3 separate regions of the Mus musculus genome follow, and all the other regions are linked to region 3. Evidence: chromatin contacts called from public Hi-C data. All regions are on one chromosome and are shown on one strand. Each heading gives the region's core, a stretch centred on a gene start, on an enhancer-like site or on the middle of the called end of the contact. The rest is flanking DNA. Distances are from core to core; before and after follow the strand shown. Region 1 has its middle 86 kb from the start of Gm30820. Region 2 has its middle 89 kb from the start of Gm30906. Region 3 overlaps Ust (uronyl-2-sulfotransferase).

Region 1 (4,642 bases), core at 1,424-3,923, 160 kb after region 3:
GAAGTTGGCTTCAAGTGATTCAGAAAGTGGTTGGTTGTTCCCATGGCATTCCTGCCACTGAGCATATCTTACCAGGTTGGTCATTATTATAGCTCTTAGGGTTCACAGAAGGGGAGCATTGATGACGATTTTCCTTCTCCAGTAGTGAACATAGCTCCTTCAAACATATGGAGGAGGGATAGAGTTCAGTCAATATCAGCTTGATTTCACTATGTTCTATGACTCAAATATGTGGCATCTTTAACAGTACAGCTCTAGAACTCTTAATATCATTCTATAATACTCCTGACTACAGTTATATTTTCTTTCTTTCTTTTCATTTCTTTTTTTGCAAATATTTCTTTGCCACTCTCAGTTTCTTTAAAGTAGATATTTGGTGATCCAGTCATCCCAAAGAAACCTGCTTCTAAACTATCACATGGAGTTCAGAAACTAAGTTTCTTAAATGGATTAAGACAATGACCCCAGAAGTCAGAAAGCAAAACAGATATATTTGATCAAAGAAATTGGAATAAATAAATAAACAACTGTTCTTGTTCCCATCTGAGAACTTCAGTAGGACAGGAAATAACCCCAGAAATAAAAAGGGGGGGGATTACATGAAACTAAAAAGAGAAGAAAATAGTGACAGTTTACAGGATAGAAGAAATCTTTGCTAACTGTACTTCAGTCAGGAGAGTAGATATCTAGAGTATGTAAGGAATTACAAAGATCAAATGGTCCCTCACGAAAAAGTCTTTTAATCAACCACAAGCTAACAAACTGAATAGTCAATTCTTAAAAATAAAAGAAAGAAACACATATGAATAGTAAATATTGGGAAAAGCATTCAACATCATTAGTCATCAAGAAACATAACATTTAAATTATTTTTAGACTCTACCTTGCCCCAAACTCCACCTAACATCAAGGTAAGAAATGACAACATATAAGGCCAAGATGTAGGCAAAGAGTACATATTGCTGGGAGGGATATAAACTGCAGTGCACAGCCACTATGGAAGTCATTATGGAGGTTCCTCAAAAGACAAAAAACAGAGCTGTATTGTCCAGCCATCCTGAGTATATAACCAACTATCTACTGCCTACCTACAGAGGTAGGATGTACCTAGAATCTACCTAACAGAGATACCTGCACATTCACAATTATTGCTGCACTATCAATAATACCTTAAAATATAGAGCTGGGCTAGCTATCCACACACACACACACACACACACACACACACACACACAAAGTTTATTCAGCCATAAATAAAAGTGAATCACATTTGCAGGAAACAGATGCGACTGGACGTTAAATGAAATAATCCAGGCACAGAAAGACAAATGCTATTGTTTCTTTTCTTCTACCATCTAGACTTCAGTTCTTTGTTTGCTTATCTGTTTACTTATTTCTGTATGTGTGTAGGTCATGAAACTACAAAGGGAGCCATAAAAGCAGAAGAAGAAGTTTTAAGAGGGTGTAGGGAGAGAAGGCTGATAGGAATCTTTATCATGTATACGTGGCAGGAAAGCAGAAGTGGGCCACTGGAGGCCCCAGCAAGAGGAAATGGCACAGAGAAGAGGCATGAGGAATGAGAACAAATAAGAACAAGCATTAAGAAAATGCCAGAGTGGACCCATGTCTGCCCAGTCAACAAATCTTTAAAAAGATGCAGGAAAGTGGAAATTCAAATACCCTAATAACCTATTGTTACTCGGTAGAATGGAAAACTTGAAAAGAGCCATTGGTAAAGCAGAAAGATAAGTCCACTTACATACAGCTATTGAGAAGAGAATCACTATTTTTAAAAATGTGTATATATTTCAATATCTTTGGAAACATAAACATGTGTAAGTTCTGACAGTTAACCAGTATTTGAGATTCAGTCCTGTAAGAAAGGCACCAATACACAAGGTTGAGAATGTTTATTGAAATAGGATGTTCATCATGACACTATTGGATTATGAGAGGAAATGACAGCAATCTATCATTTGGGGGAATGTCTCGATAGGCCTAGTATGTACATACCACAAAATATCATATAAACATTAAAATAAGGACAGAGATAGGGTACTGATCATAAAGGCAGAGAAGAGTTGTTAGCTCTGATTTCATTTTGTCCTGTTAAACTGGGTCACATGGCCACTCTCAGCTGCAAAGGAGGCCCCAGAAAATAAATATTTGCTTGTCCAGTATGAGAAAGATAAGGACAAAGTGGTTGGGACAGGGTACTAGTGTCCTACCTTTTCCTACAGGGACTATGTTGCCTTTTGTTGTTGTTGTTGTTGTTGTTGTTGTTGTTGTTGTTGTTACTACTACTATTATTATTATTGTAATTTCTATCTTGCTTTCTCAAAGAGGAGCATGTGAGATGCGTGCTCCAAGCTATTCTTGAGGGAATGAATAAGAAAGCTTTAAGTGCCTCAAACATCTTATCACGGAAGAATGGCTATGAAGAACACCGGAGGGAAACTGAGTCTAGAGTTCGGTTAAGGAGTCTTGCATGAGTATCAGACCCCTTGCACTGCAGCACTGGTCACTGTCATAGCATGTATACTGGGCTTTGGGAGAGCCTGGCAGCCTGCTACCAATTAGACATTGCTCCCCGAGTGAGCTAAGAGCGTGCACCACACTCCAGCTAGAACCGGAAAGCGGAAGCAGAAGCAACTGTAAGATCTCACAGGAAGCCAAGCTTCTGTTCACTCTGGGAGCCCGGAAGTGGTCTCAGCAGATGGAACCAGTTCTCTGTTTAAGGGTTTCCTGAGGCCAAGTTTGCTAAGAGTTCTCATTTGCAACGTATTATGGGCTTTAAGGTGCAGGCATAGCAGAAGCCAGGCAATTATTGCCATTGCTTTGAAACAACGCATGTATTGTAAAGATTACAACTTCAAATAAAATCAAGCAAATGTTGCCAGTTTAAATGTTAGAAATGAGCAAGATTATCCCACAAAACCAGTACAGGCTGCACGAGCCAGCCAAGAAATAGGTGGATACCTACTGTGCCATCTCAGGTCATGGTATAAAAGGCCTAGCTGAGGAAATCCTGAAGGAGCAGATATGAGTGGAAGATGTCAGAATGAACGTTGGCAAATGGGTTTTCAAGGAAATCATCTTATGCCTATGGAAGCAGGGAGGAAAAGCTACTTAAAACAGATAGAAGCATACATCTTGATGATTTGTTTCCTCTTTTGCTTTTAGGTCTTCAAAATCATGTACTTGACCACCAATGCCCATGTAAGAACGCCATTCAAAATAACAAGTTCTCTGAATCCTTGGAGGGGAGATCATACATCAGAAGGCTGCTTCTGTTTTCCCAATCACACAAGATTATCCAAGTAATAGCTAAATAGCTGGTCCTTTGCCCACAATAAGAAGATAGCTTTTAGCAAAGTTTTGTGGTTCCATGGCTACTTTAAACCTGGGTGGTCTGAAAACCAAATAACCAGTCATTCTATTACTAATTTTTCTCAGTGCTAGTGGGTCACATGCCAGGCAATTTGTACCGGATTTTCCTGCTATTACCTTAAGTTTGCTTGTTGTTGTTTAAGCAGTCTTGGAAGTTCTAGAGCCTCTTAGAACTCGATTAGCTGTGAGGGAGCTGAAGATCCAAGGAACGCTATAAAGAACACTAAATAGCATTGCTCCTATATGCAGAGGCAATGTAATATGCTTAATTCATAATATAACTGCTGAATTTTGTTTATGCTTTATTTTTCTGAGACAGGATCTAGCTTTATAGCCAGGGCTGGTACGGAATTCGCTATATAGCCCAGGCTATTCTCAAAATTGCACCAGTCTTCCAGCCTTTGTTTCACCAGAGCTAGGATGTTAAAGGCTGGTACCCAAGAATAAACTCTTAAGAAAAAGAATCCAGGCATCATTGTAGGCAAGATGCTAAGCCTAAGTGTTTCAGTTAACTTGACAAGTTAGATCAATTGATGAAAAGGAAGTTAAAAGTTACATCCTCAGCAAAGGAAATATGGTTATTTTCTTTGTTTTATATTTGTGGTGCTCAGTCATTGCTGGGCAGGAAGAGGCAGGGATGCTGAACATGATGCATGGATGCAGGATGCAGCATAAGGATGGCAGATTATGGGTTTTGTTGACTCGGTCTGCCTTGGAATGCCACTTAAATGACATAAAAGAGAACATGTCCATGACAGGGCTAGGGCGATGGGCCAGACACTTGGAAGGATTTCAGACAGCAAGTATGTGGGATTGTATTGGGATAAAAATCTGTTTTTTATAGATCCCAGTTATCCTCTAATACAGCCTTATCCTAACTTATTACATCTTCAATGGATCTGTTAGCAAAGAAGGCCCTATTTTGAGTCACAAAAGATTAGAAATATGCCATGCCCTTCAAGGGAAATAAGATTTACCCCCAAAACACTGTCATTCATCCCGGGATTCGTATTATATTCTCTCCCTCTTCACAACCCCCACTCTGTTCTGTCTTTCAATATTGACCCTGACCACTTACATTTTCCAGACTACTTGCCAAAGTGGCTTCTGGAAGCCAATAGAAAGCACTGGCAAGAGGCTGGCAGATGGGAGGAAGGAAGAGGCCAGGATCTGGTTCTTTTTCTCCTCGGGGCAATGCCTCTAACACTAGCTACTGTACCAGGATTTCAGCTCCCACTGGGGTACTGGCTCC
Region 2 (4,113 bases), core at 210-2,709, 140 kb after region 3:
ACTTGAACCCTTTCTAGACTACAGAACTAGTCCATAGCACGCACACACACACACACACACACACACACACACAATCATCTTTTTTACCCCTGGGAGGATTATAATTGAAAAGGCTTAGGGCTTTTTGTCTTTTTGATGTTATTTAGCACTAAAATAAATTTTGTTCCTACTAGAATCTACTCATCCACCTGACTTAGAGAATTCTCTGCTAAGCAGTTGAAAGTTAGTATCAGTTGCCTACTGCTGCTCTAACAAATCACACAAAGCGATACAAAGTATCCAAGTGCATAGGTTGGAGAGCTTCAAATCAAGGCGCTGCTGGGCTGTGGTTTTTGTAGACTTTCTAGGAAAAAGCCTTTTAAAACTTCCAGAGACTGCTGACCTTTCGTGCTGTGTGGCTTCTTCCTCTGTCTCAGAGACCAGCAACATACCATCTCCAAGTCAGTCTCTGTGCCCCTAACCTGTAGAGAGATCATCTTATGTATTGCACAGATGCCTCATCTGTTAATTAAAAAGGTCTATGGCTTAGGCAGGAAATAGAAGTGGGACATCTGGAGGAGAAAGAATTCTGGAAGAGAAGGAGGTAGGGAGAGGAGCCCCAAAAGAGGTGAAGAGACAGAGGTGTGGTACCTGATCACAGCCATGTGGCAAAATGTAGGTGAAAATAAATGGGTATCTTTAGTTTTGATATAGTCAGAGTAGAACCTAGCTATATAGCCAAGATATTTGTAAAAGTATTTTGAGTCTGAGTCTTATTTCTGAGAGCACGGGACTGGGAAGCAGAATTAGGACTTAACTTCAACAGGAACCCATATTCCTGCCCTCAGCTGCACTGGTTTCTACTCCCTGCCTCCCTTGTATATAGACCACACGATCACGCTGGGGTCCCCGATATTCCAGGATGACCTTCTGTCTCAAACCTTCAATTTAATCTCCCACCAGACTCCTCAGGTCTGTGTGCCATGGTGCAATCAGATGCCCGGGGTTACTGCCTGGACATCTTTGGGGAGGCATTATTTAACCTTCCAGGATTAAAAAAAGAAAAAAAACTATTATTATTATTTTTTTTTTAGTAGTACAGATGTCTTGCCTGTATGTATGTCTGTATAATATGTGTGTGTGGCTGGTGCCTGCAGAGGCCAGAGGAGGGTGCTGGATCCTCTGAAAGTAGATGGTTATAAGTTCTATGGGTGCTGCAAATTGAACCTATGACTTCTGAAAGAAGACTAAAGAGCCATCTCCCCTGTCCCACTTTGAGACATCTTAAAATAGTTCATATGTACACATGTAACTCTGCCTATCTCATCTATAACTAATGAACTAGAATGACTCTAAGTTAAAGAGACAGTAACATCAAAACCAGGAGTGGTTGTGTAATGTCAATCACCCCAGTGCTGAGAGAGAGAGCAGAAGGACCAAGGTCATTCTCTGTTACATATTGAGTTTGAGGGCAGCCAGGGTTACTTGACACCCTGTTCCTGTCTCAAAACAAACAAAAACATAGAGAAGTTTACTGGAAGAAGACACACTAACCTAATAGCCCTGTTGACTCAACTCCAATTGGTCACATTGGCAGCTAGGCTTAGCTCTCCACCCACACCTCACGCAGCAGCCTGCAGCAGGCTGGCTGGAACCTGGAAGCTGTCAATGGTGCCCTGAGATGGGAGCTTGCACCACAGTGCAGCGTCCTGAGACAAAGCTTCAATTCAGAGAAGAAGAAAAAAAAATCAGTCTCCTTGGTTGTTTGACTTTCACGTAGGCAAAACAAGCATCTGGCCGATGGACTCTTTCACTTTTCACACAGTTATTTTAGCTCCTTTGAGCTACAAGCTAAGTGTGCCATTTATATAAATACACAGTAGTCTATTTACAAGGTTATCAAATGCTTTAATTCATCTACGAATTCAACATTCACCACTCCCAACATTCATGTTTACCTGTGGCATGCCAGACCTTGCCACTCTCCACTCCACCCCCAGCTCCCATTTTTTTTTTCTTTTGCCTTGGGTAGAGTTCTCCATCCAATCAGGTCAGGACATTTGTTTTTATTTTTTAACTCAACAAATATTCCCTGAACGCCTGTTATGAGCCAGGAACTTAGATAGATCCAAAGATTCAAACAAAAAAATTCACAGTGTTTATTATTTAACAGTTCAGGAAGAGCTTGTGACCGTTCTCAGCCAGTACGGGTGAGCTTCACAGAAGTGTTCTGGCATTAAGGGTGGAGTTGCTCAAGCAGCCTGCTCTCCATTCTCAGCCAGTGGTGATCCAAGATCTTACTGTAGGGTTTGTTTTGTTTTTCTCTCTTACAGAAATAGTTTTGTATCCAGATTTTTTCCCGAGATGCAAAAGGCATCTTTGTATTAATGTTCCCAGTGCCTTTCTCCTTTCTAGATCTCATTTTATTGAGAAGTTATCTAACATAACTAACTAAAATCTCTTAGTATGAGGGAAGCCCAAAGGTTCCAGGATACATGCCACCATTAAAGTTAAAAAGTGAGCTAGTGGCTCAACTCCAGTGCCCAGTGGATACAGGATGGAGGTGGACAGGACAGAGATGGCATCTGACAAGGGACAGCAGAGGCTGCAGACCCTCCAGGCATAGATTTCTCTAGGGCAGTGGTTCTCAACCTGTGGGTCAAGACCCCTTTGAGGCATCAAATGGACCTTTCCCAGGGGTTGCCTAAGACCATCGGAAAACAAAAGGTATTTACATTATGACTTATAACTGTTATGAAATATAATGCAGCAGATTGGGAGGAAGAGAATACTTGGTGGGGCCATGCTGAGGTGTCTGCCTGCGACACCTCACGGCATGTGACAGACCTAGTATAAAGAAGATTTATTGTGGGGGAAGGAAGAAGGACCTGGAAAGAGCTAGAAGCATAGAAAGGGTGAACAGAGAAGGACAGAGATAGAGAAAGAGAGGAAGAGAGAAAGGGCAGCCAGAAACATGTGGGAATAGAGAGAAAGAGAAAGGAAAGAAGAGAGGGGTAGGGTGTTTGTGAGTGGATTGAATTGTCATTGCTGACTTGTGAAGTGAACTGCCAATTTCTTGACAACACAGATGGGACTTGCTCCAAAGAACCTTTCTTGACTGGTCTATTTCTCAAAGTATTCTTTCTTTTCCACTACTTCTGGGGGTAGTGAGCTAAGAGGGAGGCTAAAACATTTCAGAACCATCACTAAAAGTGGGGCTTGAAAAATTAAAGTTGCACAGTAGCAGTTAAATTTCATTTTGGATGGGCCATAATCTGAACACTGGGGCTGCTTTAACAAACTCATTAGATTTTCCAATTCTTGACCTGCCTACAGGTCAAGACTGACTCTTAGGACTGAGAAGGCCTCCAGACTACTTAAGCATGAGAGTCGGGAGAAAGTAAATAGAAAAAGAAAGACAAGCATCGTTTTAGAAGAAGAGAACATTGGCTCCAATGTATCCCTGGAAATGCAAAACAAAAGACAAGGGATTCCATTTGCACCTCAAGATGGCTGCACGGGGATTCACATTTGTTGCCTGTGTGGGAAGTGGAAGGAGAGAACAGCAACCATTACCTAGATGATTGTCACTGCTCACCACATGTCTCAGAACCAGAATGAAGGGATCCCCATCTAAGGAAAGGAAATCAGGGCGAGGAGGAGGCGCACAAGGAAGGGAGAACGGTTAGCAGGTGCCGTAAATCCCAAGGTCACCATGGGAAGCCTTCATCCTAGGATCTTCAGCACTGTGCTTTTCTCCCCATGAAAATGGTCTGAAAGTGCTATTGTGTCAGAGCCAGAGATTCCTTTAGGTGCCTGGTCTATTATAGGCAGATATTCATCTTAAAGTCCTCTTGCTTTAATAGTCATCTTAGGACATGTCCTATCTCCTCTAGTTTACTAAAGGGCTGAACTAATGAACTTCTTTAGTAAGAAGCTATAGCGTGGCAATTGAGCAGTAGCCAAGGCATACTAACAACAGATTGCACACAGGAGGCCTAATCTTCATTGTCAGCTTCATCGGATTTATGATCTCTTAGGATGCCCACTTTGGTATGTCTGTGAGGACCTTTCCAGAGAGGTTTAACAAAGGAAGGGAGACTCTCTCTAAACTGGTGCCGAGAGGCCTGAACA
Region 3 (4,618 bases), core at 2,097-4,596:
TATGCCAACATCAAAGGCTCAATGTTTTGTTCCAGAAATTGGAAAGTATCTGCCCCCATCCTGAGTTCACACTGCCTCAATAAACAGTGTCTCAGCTGTGTGTCAAAGTCGGTATGGACTTTTTATCATCATTACGAACGTGACTCTCCTGGCACTGTGTTTACCACCTTGTGCTGGTTTCCTATTCAGAGAGATTTAGAAGAGCTGAAGCTAAGACCCAGGACTGTGGCAGCGGGGAGTACAGGCTCTCGTGGGGCTACCACTTAGGGCCTATTTTGAACTTTGTTATTTCTTCTGAAACTGGTTTAGAAGGTCCTCCTAGATTATTTTCCATTTTTGTTGTTTTCTGTTTGTTTGTTTGTTTGTTTGTTTTGGGTAAATTTTACTCCTTGCTAAAGAAGTAGTGAGAACCAAGGAAAAGGGGATCACTGGTTCACAGGCATACTTTAGAGTAGCAGGTTGTCTCTGAGCAGATGGGGCTTTTACATCTGTGATATCCTGTGAGAAAACCCTGCTAATTAAGGGGGAAGTCTGCCATTGTCTGGATAGCTAGCCTTCCAGAGCTCAGTGCTATCTGGAGGACACACTTCATTGACCTTTACTGGGGAGTTCAAAAAGTCCCCACATTGCCTCTACATGCAGAATGGCACATAACCTTAGTTAAATTACAGGTTCAACTTCTTTTCTCCCAGTAAGAATCCATTCAGCTAGCACCTGAGATTCCTGAAATGCTTTGCCATGCTAATGCTTATAGCCTAAGTCTTTGCCCATCCTGGATATTTCTACCCCCACCACCTCCAAACCCCCCAAGTTATATAAGCCTTAAAAACCCAAATAAAGTGAATTTGTCTCCCTGCAGCTGGTCCCGGTGTCTCTTCTTCACCATACCTACTCACAGGGCTTCCAAACACAGCCCTCATCTGTTGACTCTTTTCTCTTTGCTCTCATAGACAGATATCAGCCGACAATCCCTGAGGGCAGGGGGAGCCATAATATCCCAACATTCTAGAATTCTAGACACAAGAATGGCAAACAGAACACTTACTCAGAAGTACATGTGGATACCAGGAGGAACCTGGGGACACTGACTTCTCCTCTGATTGGCTGTGTGCCCTGGGAGGGGACCAGGAAGTACTAGGAAATCTCACAGTGTCTTACTTCACAAAGCTAGCAATCCCTGGGAGAATAGAGTGGGATCTTGGGAGTGGAGGGACTCCATCCCAGCTTCTTCTCCGTGGTTACCTTCTGAGACTTCATGCTTTCATTTAAGGAGGTGCAGATGTCCTTCCGGCCCATCCCTTTGCAGTCACCCAGGCTGGGAAGCTTACAATCTTTTGATTATACCTTGAAAGAAAAATGAATGTTCTCAGAAATCTGCTCAAGAACTTTCTGGAATCGTTCCCTGCTCTCCATAGAAAACACAGATGCCAGATTGCTAGGCATGTGGCTGTCAACAACTCTTATTTCCTCCAGGCCACTGTCAAGAATTATGTGATAGAGATTTTTTTTTCTCAAATCCATGCATAGCTTTAGTGCATCTATAATACAAGGGTCTGGAGTACATCTTCACAACACTATTTATGGATCAGAGTCCTGTTTGGGGGAGGGGAGAGCAGAATTCATGGGTAATCAAGTCTACTCAAAGACCCCTCTTGGTTGGCAATATGCATGTTATCTGTTAGCATAGGCTATCCCAGAGCAGTCTGTTAGTCGTTCAAGCCAACCTCTATTAACCCTCCTACAGCCTCTGACAAAGCCAGGGCTAACACACCCTTCAGTTGGCCTTGCAGTAGCTGATTCTCTGGAACTCTGGTTCATTTGACCTTGACTTTGACACTCTATTGGGAAACTAAAGATATCTTTCATAAAGTACTACTTCTATCTCTGAACTTTCTTCTCCTAGCCTTGGATTTGTAGATACAGAGATCAGACACAGGCTCCATAGCCAGTGTACTAAGATTTTAACCTATGGTTTCTAATTCTTCCTAATTTTTATTTTTAGTTACATTACTCCTTTATTCATTCATTTAGCATCTGTGTGCACATGTACTCATTCTGGTACATGTGTGGAAGCCAGAAGTCAACTAGTGAAGTCAGTTCTCTCCCTCCATTACATAGATCCCAGGAGGTGGACTCAAGTCATCAGTCTGGGCTGTGCTCTCTCCCAGTTCTTAGCAGCTGTTTAACCTTGGGCAAATTCCTTAGTGTCTCTGAGCATCTGTTTCCTATGAACAAACAGAACAGATAACCTCAGAGATGTCAGAAGGAATGGTGGCAATAATGACCTTATGTTGGTAGTAGATTACCCATTTGATGCCTCCTGATTTGAGCATCTTGGCTCCTTGGTTAGACTTGGTAAGGAATTCTTTTCCTCTTGTGTTATTTTGAAACTCACCTTTGAAAGTAGTAACTGGAGTTATTTTCTAATACAAATTCTGAGGTCACATGAAGTTGACTGACCACATCCCATGGCAGATCCCCATTTGCTCTTGTTTATTTTAAAAATAAACCTAGAGTAAAAAATACATGTACCCCCGATCTCAGATACAAATTGAAGCCAGACATTATTTCCACACATCTGTGAAATGGAGCAAGCAAGCCAGTGGTATGACATGGTGCCTAATGCTTAACCATGTTTTACTAGTCATTGCTAAGGCTGAATTAACGGTGACTTGGAGAATATGTGACAAATGACGCTGTCATGGTAGCCTCTGCCTCTTTAATGTTCTCCATCAAGGATTCTTCATGCTCATGTGAGGTAGTCAGTTAGAGAACACATCTTCAGAAGGATTTATGGGGCATTTTAAACACTCAAAGTCCTGGTTTTCTGAAATCTAATCTTTTGTGCTCTCTCACCCACTTTTCGGGCTGCATGTTTCAAACTGGCTCAGAATTTCTCCTTAATAATTCTAGCCCTTGAGAGAAATTCAAGCCCCAAATTTCCACTTGCAGTGTGGGCACCAAACTTTGCTTAGAGAGCAACATCAACCACCACAGAAATGCAAACCCTGAGGAAATCCATATTCATGCAGATGGATGGGGGAGGGGCTGTTGCAAAAAAAAATGGCATTTTTCTGAAGTTACCATGTGCTTTCATTACTTAAAATGATCCTCAGGGTCATCTGGAAAAAATAAACATGAGAGACCGAGATGGCCAGTGATTTTTCGTTTCTTTCTTTCTTGTTCTCTTTTTTTTTTTTAATTGAGAAGAAATTTTGCCCTAGAAGATTCCAGAATACTGGAAAGCTCCTGTTTTAAAATACTGGAGGGGACACAGGCTCCAAGGGTGAGCAGAGCGAGGCAGATGGCCATGTGAAAGTGGTGCCTGGTACAGTAAAGAGCATCCAGCCAAATGAGTAAACAAAGAAGAAAAACACATTGACTAATTGCTCTGAGAACGAGTCCTCTCATCCTATGCCAGGAGCCTTAACTCACTCCAGATGGTCCAGCGCTAGAAGCTCTGAAAATAGAGCGTTAAAAAAATACACAAAAGTATAAATGACAATTTTATTTTGGTGATGGGGTGATGCTAAGTATTTGTTAAGCAGAAAAACAATATAAAAAGGAGCCAGCAAGATGCTCCAGTGAGTAAAGACACCTGCTGGTAGGCCTGATGACCCAAGTTCAAGCCCCAGGACCCACAGAGGAAGCAGAGATACAGGAACCAACTCCTACCGGTCATCCTCAGATCTCCATAGGTCCCTCCTCCACTATGCATATGCATAGATGTGTATGCATATAAGTTTATGCATATGCAAAATAAGGAAAATGAAAATTGAAAACATAAAACATTTTTTTTTTTTTTTTTTTTGGTTTTTTGAGACAGGGTTTCTCTGTATAGCCCTGGCTGTCCTGGAACTCACTTTGTAGACCAGGCTGGCCTTGAACTCAGAAATTCGCCTGCCTCTGCCTCCCAAGTGCTGGGATTAAAGGCGTGCTCCACCACGCCCGGCCAACATAAAACATTTTAAAAAGTCATAAAAGACATCTACATATAAAGAGAGTATTTTAACTGGGCTTCCCATTGCTGTGAAGAGACACCAGGACCATGACAACTCTTATAAAGGACAACATTTAATTGGGCCTGGCTTACAGTTTCAGAGGTTAAGTCCATTATCGTCATGGTGGAAGCATGGCAGCATCCCGGCACACATGGTGCTGGAGGAGCTGAGAGGTCTACATCTTGACCTAAAGGCAGCCAGGAGAAGATTGTCTTCTGCAGGAGAGGACTGGAATTCCACACTGGGTGGGGCATGAGCATAGAGACCTCACAGCCAACACCTTCATTAAGGCCACACCTCCTAATAGTATCATTCCCCATGGCCCAAGCTTTCAAACACGTGAGTTTGTGGGAGCCAAATCTATTCATGCCTCCACGGAGAGTAGCATTTATTTAGCATGTTTAAATGTGTGTAAGTAGCAGTTATATGTGCAACTATGATGCATGACACTGTGTTCATATTGATCGTATTATTAATATATGATCTTGTGATTCTAAAATCATTAACAGATAAAGGTAGAGAAAAAGTCAGGTACTCAATAAGATACTGAATAATAATCCCAACCTCAGTAATAGTATTCTTCACTCAGCTTCCTTTTACTATTAAAATGACCTGAG

What was found. A called contact is a pair of places that touch in the nucleus more often than the background predicts.
Region 1: a Hi-C map of liver shows a contact between it and region 3, with 1.9 times the contacts expected there. The contact joins two enhancer-like sites. A contact is called at or near these places in 4 of 484 Hi-C or Micro-C datasets (the HPC-7 cell line, Th1 cells, liver and 1 more).
Region 2: a Hi-C map of liver shows a contact between it and region 3, with 4 times the contacts expected there. The contact joins two enhancer-like sites. A contact is called at or near these places in 13 of 484 Hi-C or Micro-C datasets (the HPC-7 cell line, embryonic fibroblasts, embryonic stem cells and 3 more) and 1 of 115 datasets of contacts at active chromatin or transcription factors (liver).

Annotation. Positions count from the first base shown.
Region 1 is chr10:8,063,957-8,068,598 of GRCm38.p6, reverse strand. No RefSeq gene overlaps it. Among named protein-coding and RNA genes, the nearest start is that of Gm30820, 86 kb to the right of the region's middle. Within about 2 kb of position 2,673, at least 102 of the 459 cell types and tissues checked have an H3K27ac peak or open chromatin away from gene starts, as enhancers often do. A contact at or near this core is called in liver, where this site is marked.
Region 2 is chr10:8,084,742-8,088,854 of GRCm38.p6, reverse strand. No RefSeq gene overlaps it. Among named protein-coding and RNA genes, the nearest start is that of Gm30906, 89 kb to the left of the region's middle. Within about 2 kb of position 1,459, at least 22 of the 459 cell types and tissues checked have an H3K27ac peak or open chromatin away from gene starts, as enhancers often do. A contact at or near this core is called in liver and uterus, where this site is marked.
Region 3 is chr10:8,226,964-8,231,581 of GRCm38.p6, reverse strand. The region is part of intron 7 of Ust (uronyl-2-sulfotransferase); the gene reads left to right. 4930573G07Rik (a long non-coding RNA gene) reads right to left here. Exons shown (of 3, transcript XR_003948827.1): 2 at 1,243-1,344. Among named protein-coding and RNA genes, the nearest start is that of 4930573G07Rik, 20 kb to the right of the region's middle. Within about 2 kb of position 3,346, at least 45 of the 459 cell types and tissues checked have an H3K27ac peak or open chromatin away from gene starts, as enhancers often do. A contact at or near this core is called in liver and uterus, where this site is marked.